Linked DNA regions of Rattus norvegicus: region 1 is linked to region 2. A link is a contact called in public Hi-C data. All regions are on one chromosome and are shown on one strand. The core of a region is the stretch at or near the end of the contact, and the rest is flanking DNA. Distances in the headings are between cores, read along the strand shown.

Region 1 (4,759 bases), core at 254-2,753, 110 kb before region 2:
TTATTTGCTCTGTAGTATCTATGTTTTATTATTTATGAATAAAAACGCTGACATCAAATTTTTATCGCATTTCTATAATTTTAAACTGCAGTTCCGAAAAAATAAAATTCATCTCATCACAAATTTAAGTAGAAAAACTTTGGGTAAGCATATTCCTTGAAAAGAATTCTAATTTGTTCCAATAATCTCAGCGAATTCTGGGCAGGACAAATAGCCGCTCAAACTCTGATTGGAAAGCAATGTTAAGTGTTATATGCTATACAGTATTATTACAAAGTTACACTGACAACCCATAGTAACATCGAGCCATGGGTCCCTAGTGCTTAACAGCAGGTATCAAGTAATCTTGGGGTAGACCACAGTTAAAGGCAGAAAACGCCTTCCTCATTTTGCATAGCAAAGCAGTTTGTCTGGAGAAGCTGATCTTATGCTGCATGTGGTATTCTCTGCTAATGAAATCAATAAAGCCCTTGACACTTGAAAGTTCGCCCAACCTGCTTAGGCGCAGCTTCTCAGACTCAGCGGCCCAGCAGCAGAAGTGCCTGGAGGGATTTTCAAAATACCAACGCTTGCCTGAAGTTCTGCTTTAATTAGTGAGAGGCGGGGCTCTTCTGGTAACTATTTCTAGCCGTCTGCCCTGCATTTTCAGTTTCCTCGTTGTTATCCGCTGTAGGCCGCCTCTGATTGCCAGGTCTTTGTGGCTGAATTCTACAGAGCTCGCTCCTCTGCCACCCCGCACTCTCACCCCGGGCCGCTGCAGAGGGACCCACCATCGCTAAAAATGCCAAAGAAAAGAAGCGCATTGCCTCGCTGAGATTTGGGGGTGACTTCCTCCAGACACTAAGAATTTCCGCGCTCTAACCCATGTCTTTTCCTCTTGCAAACCTCCTCCAATCCGAGAAGCAAACGTTAAACTAAATGCCTGACAAAAATGGGTACAAAGTTTTCGCTCAGCCTTGCCGCCCCCCGCCCGGGGGACAGGATCGAAAATTCCGAGGGCAACAAGAGCACCGCTAGCGCCTGCTTTCTTTAAATGCAGCTTCTGCGGAGGGCGGACGCTATTGTCATGGTAAATTCCACTCGCTCAGGAAGAAAGGGTTGGTGATCAATCAAAAAAAAAGAGGTATTTCTTTGCGGCTCTGTCGCTTTCTTCCCAGACCCGGGTGAAAGGCTTTTTTACTGTTCTCGGTTAAAAAAACAGAAACACAGACAAGGCTTTGGCGCGTGTGCGAGCCGAAAGCAGTCTGCGGGAACCCTGGAGGACGTCGGTGCGAACGCTGTGGGCAGACCCCACTGGGGACTTCTGCGAGAGCCCCGAATTCCAGAGGGTGTAGTGGGAGAAGCATCTCCGGAGAGCCGGGAGCTTCGCCGCCGCCCGGACTGCGTTTCTCCTAGCCTGCGGGTAGCTTGCAGGACGGTCTAACCCAGCAGGGGAGCTCCGCTAGCCTCCATCTGGGTCAGACACTTTAAACAGAAGCCGACTTGACCATGTGTCTGGCGCGATGAGGACCCCCGAGAACTTGGAGGAGCCTAGCGCCACTCCAAACTCCAGCAGGACCCCCAAGGAGAGATACGTTTATCTGGAAGCGCTCCTAGAGGGAGGGGCTCCCTGGGGCTTCACCCTGAAAGGTGGCCTGGAGCATGGAGAACCATTAATTATTTCCAAGGTAAGTCTATCGTCTGCAACCAACCTGTGTTTTGTTTGCAGCTTTTAAAGTTGTGTCAGATTTGTCAAAAACTGAAAGAAAAGAAAAAAAGCCTGCTCGTTGCCTGAATTGCGCTTAAACCACCCAATTTGTTGACTCATGCCTTTCTGATTATCAGGAAATGTTTTTGGATGGCTTGGTGTTGGGAAGAAAAGTGTTTCTAGTTCATTCATTCTGTGAAATCCTCAGGAAAATGTGCTCAATTGGTGGCTAATCTTCTCTTTTTGTGTATGAAATGCAAGATCAGTTCCCACATGAGCCTTCCGTTATAAATCAGATTAAAGATCATCAGCAGCAAAAGGTCATGACATAGCACACGGTCCAGGTCAGAAAAATCTTGCCCTGCAACCGAGAATACCCAGCTTTAAAATTACTTTACATGTTCTATTAAATTAGATCATTAGCCCGGGTGTACAGGCCCCCAAACTCAGCAGGGGGGACACGGAGACAAGATTTTTCAGTAAGGAGCAAGTTAGCAAGACCGTCTCAAAATCCAAACCAACTGAACAAACAAATAATTTTGATCGCTTTGTATACAGAAGGATTTAAAGTGGTGTTAGTATGGACAAAACGCCCCATCTGTCACTCTCTTTATTATTTGTCTGATTTTTTAAAAACCATGTGATTATGCAATATGACTCAATCTTCATTGATCTTTTGGTGCTTTTAAAAATATTTGTTTGTTTAATATATATGAGTGTCTATCTTCCTGCACACCAGAAGAGCGAATCAAATCCCATTACAGATGGTTGTGAGCCACCATGTGGGTGCTGGGAGTTGAACTCAGGACCTTTGCAAGAGCAGCCAGTGCTCTCAAACGCTGAGCCATCTCTCCAGCCCATATTTTTTCCTTTTAGAGTTAGTTTTCTTACTTTTCTCTGAAACAGCAGACTTTCAAATTATTTGTTATAATATTTATTTTGAAACCACAGACTAGTAACAGTTGAGGACAATAGAATATTTCAAGGCTTTCAGGCAATGGCATCCCCAAGAAAACATTTGTAACTGAGGGAGGAATTCTTTTGAGTTTGAGGGTAGAGAAAGAAATACTAGGTGTTGAATTTGAAGTCTGTTATCTGGTAAGGTTGCTTTTTACAGATACACACACACACACACACACACACACACACACACACACACACACACACATTCACACACACCCTCACCACCCCCACCCCCAACATGTGTTTTGAGGAAGAACAGAGAAATCTTAAGGTGGACAAGCCAGGAGGAATTGGAAGTGACAGTAGTTGGCCACCAAATATGCCAGACATCCTGCAGGCTGTGTGCTTTCTTAAGGAAAACAGAGGAGACCTGTATATGTATCCACTAGAAAAGATTTCATTTATTGAAAAACCAAAGCCCTGAAACCAGAGCCCTTAGTAAACGAAGGCTTGTTTTCCTTAGGGCTACAAGAAATCCAGACAGAGGTCAGCTGTTGGGGGGAACAACAGCTTCATCCAGTCATGGATTCCATGTAGATCTTCCATTAGCCTTTCTTATTTGTGGTCCTTTGTCCTCATGGTTGTAGGGTGGGTGCTGTACCTCCGCCCGTGTGTCTTCATTCCAGGCAGGGTGGGAGGTTTTTGCTTTTCAGACTTTTGCTTCTTTCTCATTGGCCAGAACTGTGCTGTATCTTGTAGAGAGCAAAGGAAATTAATGACCATGACCTAGACCAGCTAGGGTTTCTCTCATGAATTCTGAATAGGGGCCTAGCCTTCTAGAAGTCAAGGATTCTTTGGTACTATTTGAGAGGGGGAAAAATTGGTTCTTTCTATGAATGAGGTAGAGTTAACTGTTGGATAAACAACCAAGAAAGCATGTCGCAAATGTGTTTGAACATGTGTGCATTTAGAAGCCGATCGAACGACCTCCCTGGCTATTAGTGATAAAGTCCATGCATGTGTTCATGAGAACACTGGTGGCTCTCACAGAGGTTTAATCCCCTTCTACTGAGCCACTGGAACCCGCTGGTGTCTGTGGGGCACAGGCATAATACTCTATGTCAGTTGAATGTAGTGTAATGTCTGCTACAGAGAAAGTCTTTTTTAAATCTTGGTAAAGATTATGGCTGCAAAACTGAACAACGGGACTCAAGCGAGCCACAGCCATGATAGAAGAAACTGAGAGGGAGACACGTCCAAGTCTGTCCTGCAGGGATAGCAGTTCTGGGCTCACCTGTGAGCAGTTACAGGAGCTAAAGATGCACTTCGAGACAGGCCCCAGCCCTGACGAGGAGACTCTGGAGGCCTTGGCTGATGTTTTCAAACTGACAAAAGGAGACATCAGGATTTGGTTCCTATATTGAAAGCATGAGATGGAGCTCAAGCAGTTGTCCAGGGCCAAACGTCTGAGCTGGAGTCTAGGGAACATACTTTTCCATCGCAATTTGTCAGAAGCTATGGGTCAAAGTGTAGCCTAAAAGTTAGTTTAACATACTATCAGCATCTGGTTTTGGAAAGTTACTCCACATACCCATTGGAGTGACCAGGTAGAACCCCAAGGAGCCCTCCCAAAATGACCCTGGACTCCCCCAAGCTTTTGAAGCCTTGAAGAGTCTCACAGTCTCTTCTGGGTACCAAAGCAGGGATGGCATGTCACAGGATTTCTGACTCCCTGGCCTATCTATCTATTTTTGTTAATAGTTTGTCAACTTCCTTGTTGGGGCAGGGGGCTGTTGGGTCTTATGTCTTTCGATGGCATATTAATAAACCTAGCTATCCCCAAAGAGGGGAAAAGATTAGGGTTGCTGCTATTCATTATCCTGGGAGACCACGCTAATTACTTATATGCTAATTACATATCTGACAGAAGCAACTTATGGGAGAAAGGATTTATTTCAGTGCACAGTTTCTCGAATACAGTCTATCCAGGCAAGGGAGGCATAGAGGCTAGGGAGGTCACCTCTGTGATGGCACGGACTTGCAGCGTGGCCTTGTACACATTTCAACTGACCAGGAAGATGAGAACCAGAAACTGAGATTAACATGAAGGCTTCTCTCTTTGGGGCTGTAGCCCCAAAGGTTCCTTAACATCTCAAAACAGCTGAGGGC
Region 2 (4,411 bases), core at 1,056-3,555:
GATTGTTCATTACATAATGTGTACATCTATCAGATTACCCATCTTGAATATCTACACTTTCTTAGCAGAGAGTGCTGAGAATTGAATCTAATCTTCACTCGTGTTAAGAGCGTACGCTACTCCAGTGCGACATCCCCAACACCACTGCTATATACATTTTATTAGTTGTAAGTCACTAACGTTGGGGGAGGTGGGAGGCAGTGTATTTTACAAGGTGACTGAAGAAAGTAAACAGTATAGTCTACATGGTAACAAGGCAAACTTCTACTATTTATATTATTATTGTCCAACTCTAGGTAGACTTATGCATGTTTTGCCAGGTCAAGATTTAAGCGCCTATGAGATGACTCAGTGGGTCAAAGCATTTGCGACCGAGGTTTACAACCTGACTTTAATCTCTAGGACCTACCAGCCTAGACAATAGACTTCTGCAGGTGACACACAATAAATACATAAACAAATGTAATCAATTTCTTAAAAAGGGTTTAAATGAAGCACACCATCATCCCAAACATGGAGGCTGTGTTTTCAGACAGGTAGAAAGGCTCAGAACAACGGGACCCATTCCTTCTTTCTAGAAAAGAGTTGAAGGTTTAAGTCACCTTCGTAAGAACCTCCCGCTTGAGAGCAGTGGTGCTGGCAGAGAGTGATCACGGTGCTCACACTCCTGAGGTGTCTGACGGGATCGTGAAGTGTCCCAAAGGGACGGGTTCCACGCTGGTAGCCTACAGGTTTCTAGATGTGCTGTCTAATGTCTGATGATGGCACGCCATTTGAGTTCTTTCTAGCAGAATCTTTGCCAGTTGTGTTTAATTTGGCATAAAATGTTGAACTCGGTCCTTGCTGCTATGTGACCCTCTAAGCTTCAATCACCTCATTTATTCAATAAAATACAATATCTCCTTCCTCATAAAGACATTATACTGACTGTGATAGATAAAGTTAACATGCAAAGAATGTGGGCTAGGGGCTGGGGATTTAGCTCAGTGGTAGAGCGCTTACCCAGGAAGCGCAAGGCCCTGGGTTCAGTCCCCAGCTCCGGGGAAAAAAAAGAAACCAAAAAAAAAAAAAAAGGAATGTGGGCTCAACTGGGCCAGAGAGTCACATGGTACTGTCACATGGTCACTTATGTGGCTGCCTCCTTATCCAGAAGCTCCTACTTCAGTCCCTCGGTGAATTTATTCTGGTTTAGGGGCCTGTGATTTGCTTATGGGCCTAAAGTTCGTGCTGGACATTTCAGAGCTTGTGGGATTTAGGAGTATAAAGTCCCATTATATAAGCCCAGAAGCCACTGGGCACTAACCACCATGGCCAAGTGCTAATTCATTTCAAGATGGACACTTCTAATTGGATGGGAATCAATATACTTCATCCCTACAGCAATACTGAAGAGGAAGTGGTGACCTCTGCCTGTAGGAGCTGCTGTGTGTGGTGGCATCTATTCTGATGACCAGATGCTATACCCGCCCATTAGACTTCAAGGCCTTTCCCCTCTGGGGCCCCAGGGGATCACACTGTCCCCCACACTCCCTTTTCCAGTTTCAATCCTCACCACCAAATCCCCTCTCTGACTGACACATTCTTTCTTTAGATATGTTAATGAAATCGATAAGGTTACAGGCAGTCTTGCACTCGCCACAACGGGTGTGGGAAACGTTTTTGTCTCTGGGGTGACCGTTGAATGCATCCAAGCTCATCCATTTTGTATCCATGTTTAGCGTAAAGTCTCAGTGTTAGAGGAAAGGAGCCTGCCTCACCTCTCTCACAGGCAAGCTGCAGGAGGCAAGAAAGGGTGTTTTTCTCCCCTACCTCCAGATCTACTGCAAGCCGCTGTGGTGGACCGGCAGCTTTCTCCTTCAGTCCAGCCTTCATATCCAGGCCTCAACCTGAGAATTTGTTTCTCTCTATTTTGACAAAATGATTTGTAATAATTCATTTATTAGCTTGCTTTGCTTCCTAAGCGACTACTACTACTATTATTAATAATAATGTCACATGATTTTTCTAGAAACGTAACTGAGGGTGGCTATCTATGGCGGACAAATAACTTGTATAGTCAAAGTTTATGTACCTGCCTCCTTTAAAGTTATTTTGAGTGGCTGAGGGTAACACCTGTGGGGTGGACACACAAAAATTCCAAGGGCAATGGTGTTTATGTGAGTTTCAGGGTGACTGAGAACAGGCCGAAGTATAAAACACCTTCTTAAAAGACTTCAGTGACAAGAGACATGCAAAGTCCCCAGCGAGCCGCAGGTCAGAGATCTTGGGATTTCTGCTGACCCATGAAGAGGGCGGGGCTTAGCCTTTCTTGGGAGCCAAAGGGCAGTCAGTGTAGAGGCTTCAGGGACAGAGAATGCTCTGGTGCTTGCGGGCCACCGCCTACAGCTGGTGGTGGATGATGGGGGTGATGGGGGTGATATGATAAGCTAAAAGAGGCTTTGCAAGAGTAAAGTAAACAGCTCCCGGCTGGGGAGACCCTTGTGGAATGTGAAGAGCTGGAGCCCAAACAGAGAGTGTTAATTTGGGTGAGGCACACAGTGAGAGTCAACACTGCAAGTCCCATCTGAAATCAACACACACTTTATTTGGCAGACATGTGTAAAATACTTGTCTGAGGGCCAGGTGACCTTCAGAAGGAAACTGGTAGATAAGAGGAAAAGATCTTCAGATTTAATTGAACTGTATATGGTGCAAGATGCTTTATAAAAAAAATAAAAATAGATCTAAAGAAGTGACTCAGTGGTTAAGAGCACTGGCTGCTCTTCCAGAGGATCTGGTTGGTGTCCCAACACCCAGATGACAGGTCACAACTGTCTGTATGTAACTCCAGTCCTCCGGAGTCCAGCACCTTCTTCTGATCTCCTCAGGCACCAGGCATGCACAGAAATACATGCAGTAAAGCATGCATATACATAAAATAAAGTTTGCCAGCTATGGTGGTGCATGCCTTTAAGCCCCGCACTCCGGAAGCAGAGGCAGGTGGATCTCTGTGAGTTTACATCCAGCCTGGTCTATGGAGTGAGCTCCAGGACAGACAGACACATAGAGAGACCCTGTTTCAAAGAAACAGTAATAATAATAACAGTAACAATAGTAATGATAAATATTTTTAAAACAACCCCCCCAAAAGATTTAATTTTATTGTTCGCTTTATGTTGTGTTATATTTTTGTGTGTGTGTGTGTGTGTGTGTGTGTGTGTGTGTGTGGTGGGGTGTTCATGTTCAATATGCAAGAGGCCAGAAGAGAGTGTCAGACTATCTGGACTAAATTACAGGTGGCTATCAGCCACCCAGTGTGGGAACTAAGAGGGTGACCTGTACCTCCAACATATACGGCTGCATTCTATCTGAAGATGTCAAGTGACTGATGTGTTTCAGTCAGCGCTGTTTGAGCGTGGGTCCGGTCCCCTTTCAGAATTGGACAGTCAGAGACAGGAGGATCCCTGGGGGATGCTGGCCAGTCAATCTAGCCAATCAACCAGCGACAGGTCGGGCAAGAAGCTCTGGCTCACAAAATGAGGTGGATGGGTCAGGAAGATCCATGGCCACCGGGTGAAGGTGCTGCAGGAGCCAGGAGATCGAGGTTCGATCCTTAGAACCCACGCCGTGGTAGAAGGACCCTCTACACATGCCGTAGCAGCTCCTGTTGTCAACCTTTGACCTCTGCCCGCACTTGCACACATATGCAAGCACGGCCTACATGAGTACACATGCACATATATGCACACCAGAGATTCACTTTTTAAAAGATACTACTTTTGACAAATAGTATTCTGTTCTTAAACTTGGTGAACACAGACACACACTTGTTAGTTAAGCAATTTATATTTGGTATGTAAGAAAAAGCTAAGTACTTTCTATGGTAACTGTCTTGTTCGTTTTTATCTTATTATTTATCTATTTTGGTAACTGTTTTGTCTCTTTTTTAATACATAGCACTGGCTGTTGTTCTAGAACTCACTCTGTAGACCAGGCTGGCATTGAACTCACAGAGATCCGCCTGTTTTTGATTCCCAAGTTCTGGGATAAATGACATATGCCACCACATCTGGCTTTTTGCTAACTGTTTTGTCTGAGTTCTTGTTGTGTGTTCGTTTGTATGTTTACTTGTTTGAGGCACGGTCTCACTGTGTAGCCCAGGCTGTCCTGAAACTTGCTATATAGACCAGGCTGGCCTCAAATTGCCAGAGATCCATCCACCTGCCTCTGCTTCCCAAACGCTGGGCTTAAAGATATGCTACCACACTCTCTGTGCTTTTGACGAGGCTTACGCTAGGTATGTGAGAGTTAGGACACACAGGCAGTGGCCAAGCTGAGGCTGCCTGGATTGGAGGTCTGAGGGCATTAAGTACTAGCCGTGGAATTTTGGGCAAATCGTTTAATCTCTGTGGGGCTTAATGGAGAAATGTGT

Evidence for each region. A called contact is a pair of places that touch in the nucleus more often than the background predicts.
Region 1: a Hi-C map of liver shows a contact between it and region 2, with 3 times the contacts expected there. The contact joins the promoter of Shroom3 here to the enhancer-like site in region 2. A contact is called at or near these places in 2 of 12 Hi-C or Micro-C datasets (hepatocytes and liver).

Annotation. Positions count from the first base shown.
Region 1 is chr14:15,677,007-15,681,765 of GRCr8, reverse strand. Shroom3 (shroom family member 3) reads left to right here and starts at 1,503. Exons shown (of 11, transcript NM_001100889.1): 1 at 1,503-1,667. The coding sequence starts at 1,503.
Region 2 is chr14:15,566,730-15,571,140 of GRCr8, reverse strand. The region is part of intron 2 of Shroom3 (shroom family member 3); the gene reads left to right. Among named protein-coding and RNA genes, the nearest start is that of Shroom3, 110 kb to the left of the region's middle. Within about 2 kb of position 2,305, at least 3 of the 93 cell types and tissues checked have an H3K27ac peak or open chromatin away from gene starts, as enhancers often do. A contact at or near this core is called in liver, where this site is marked.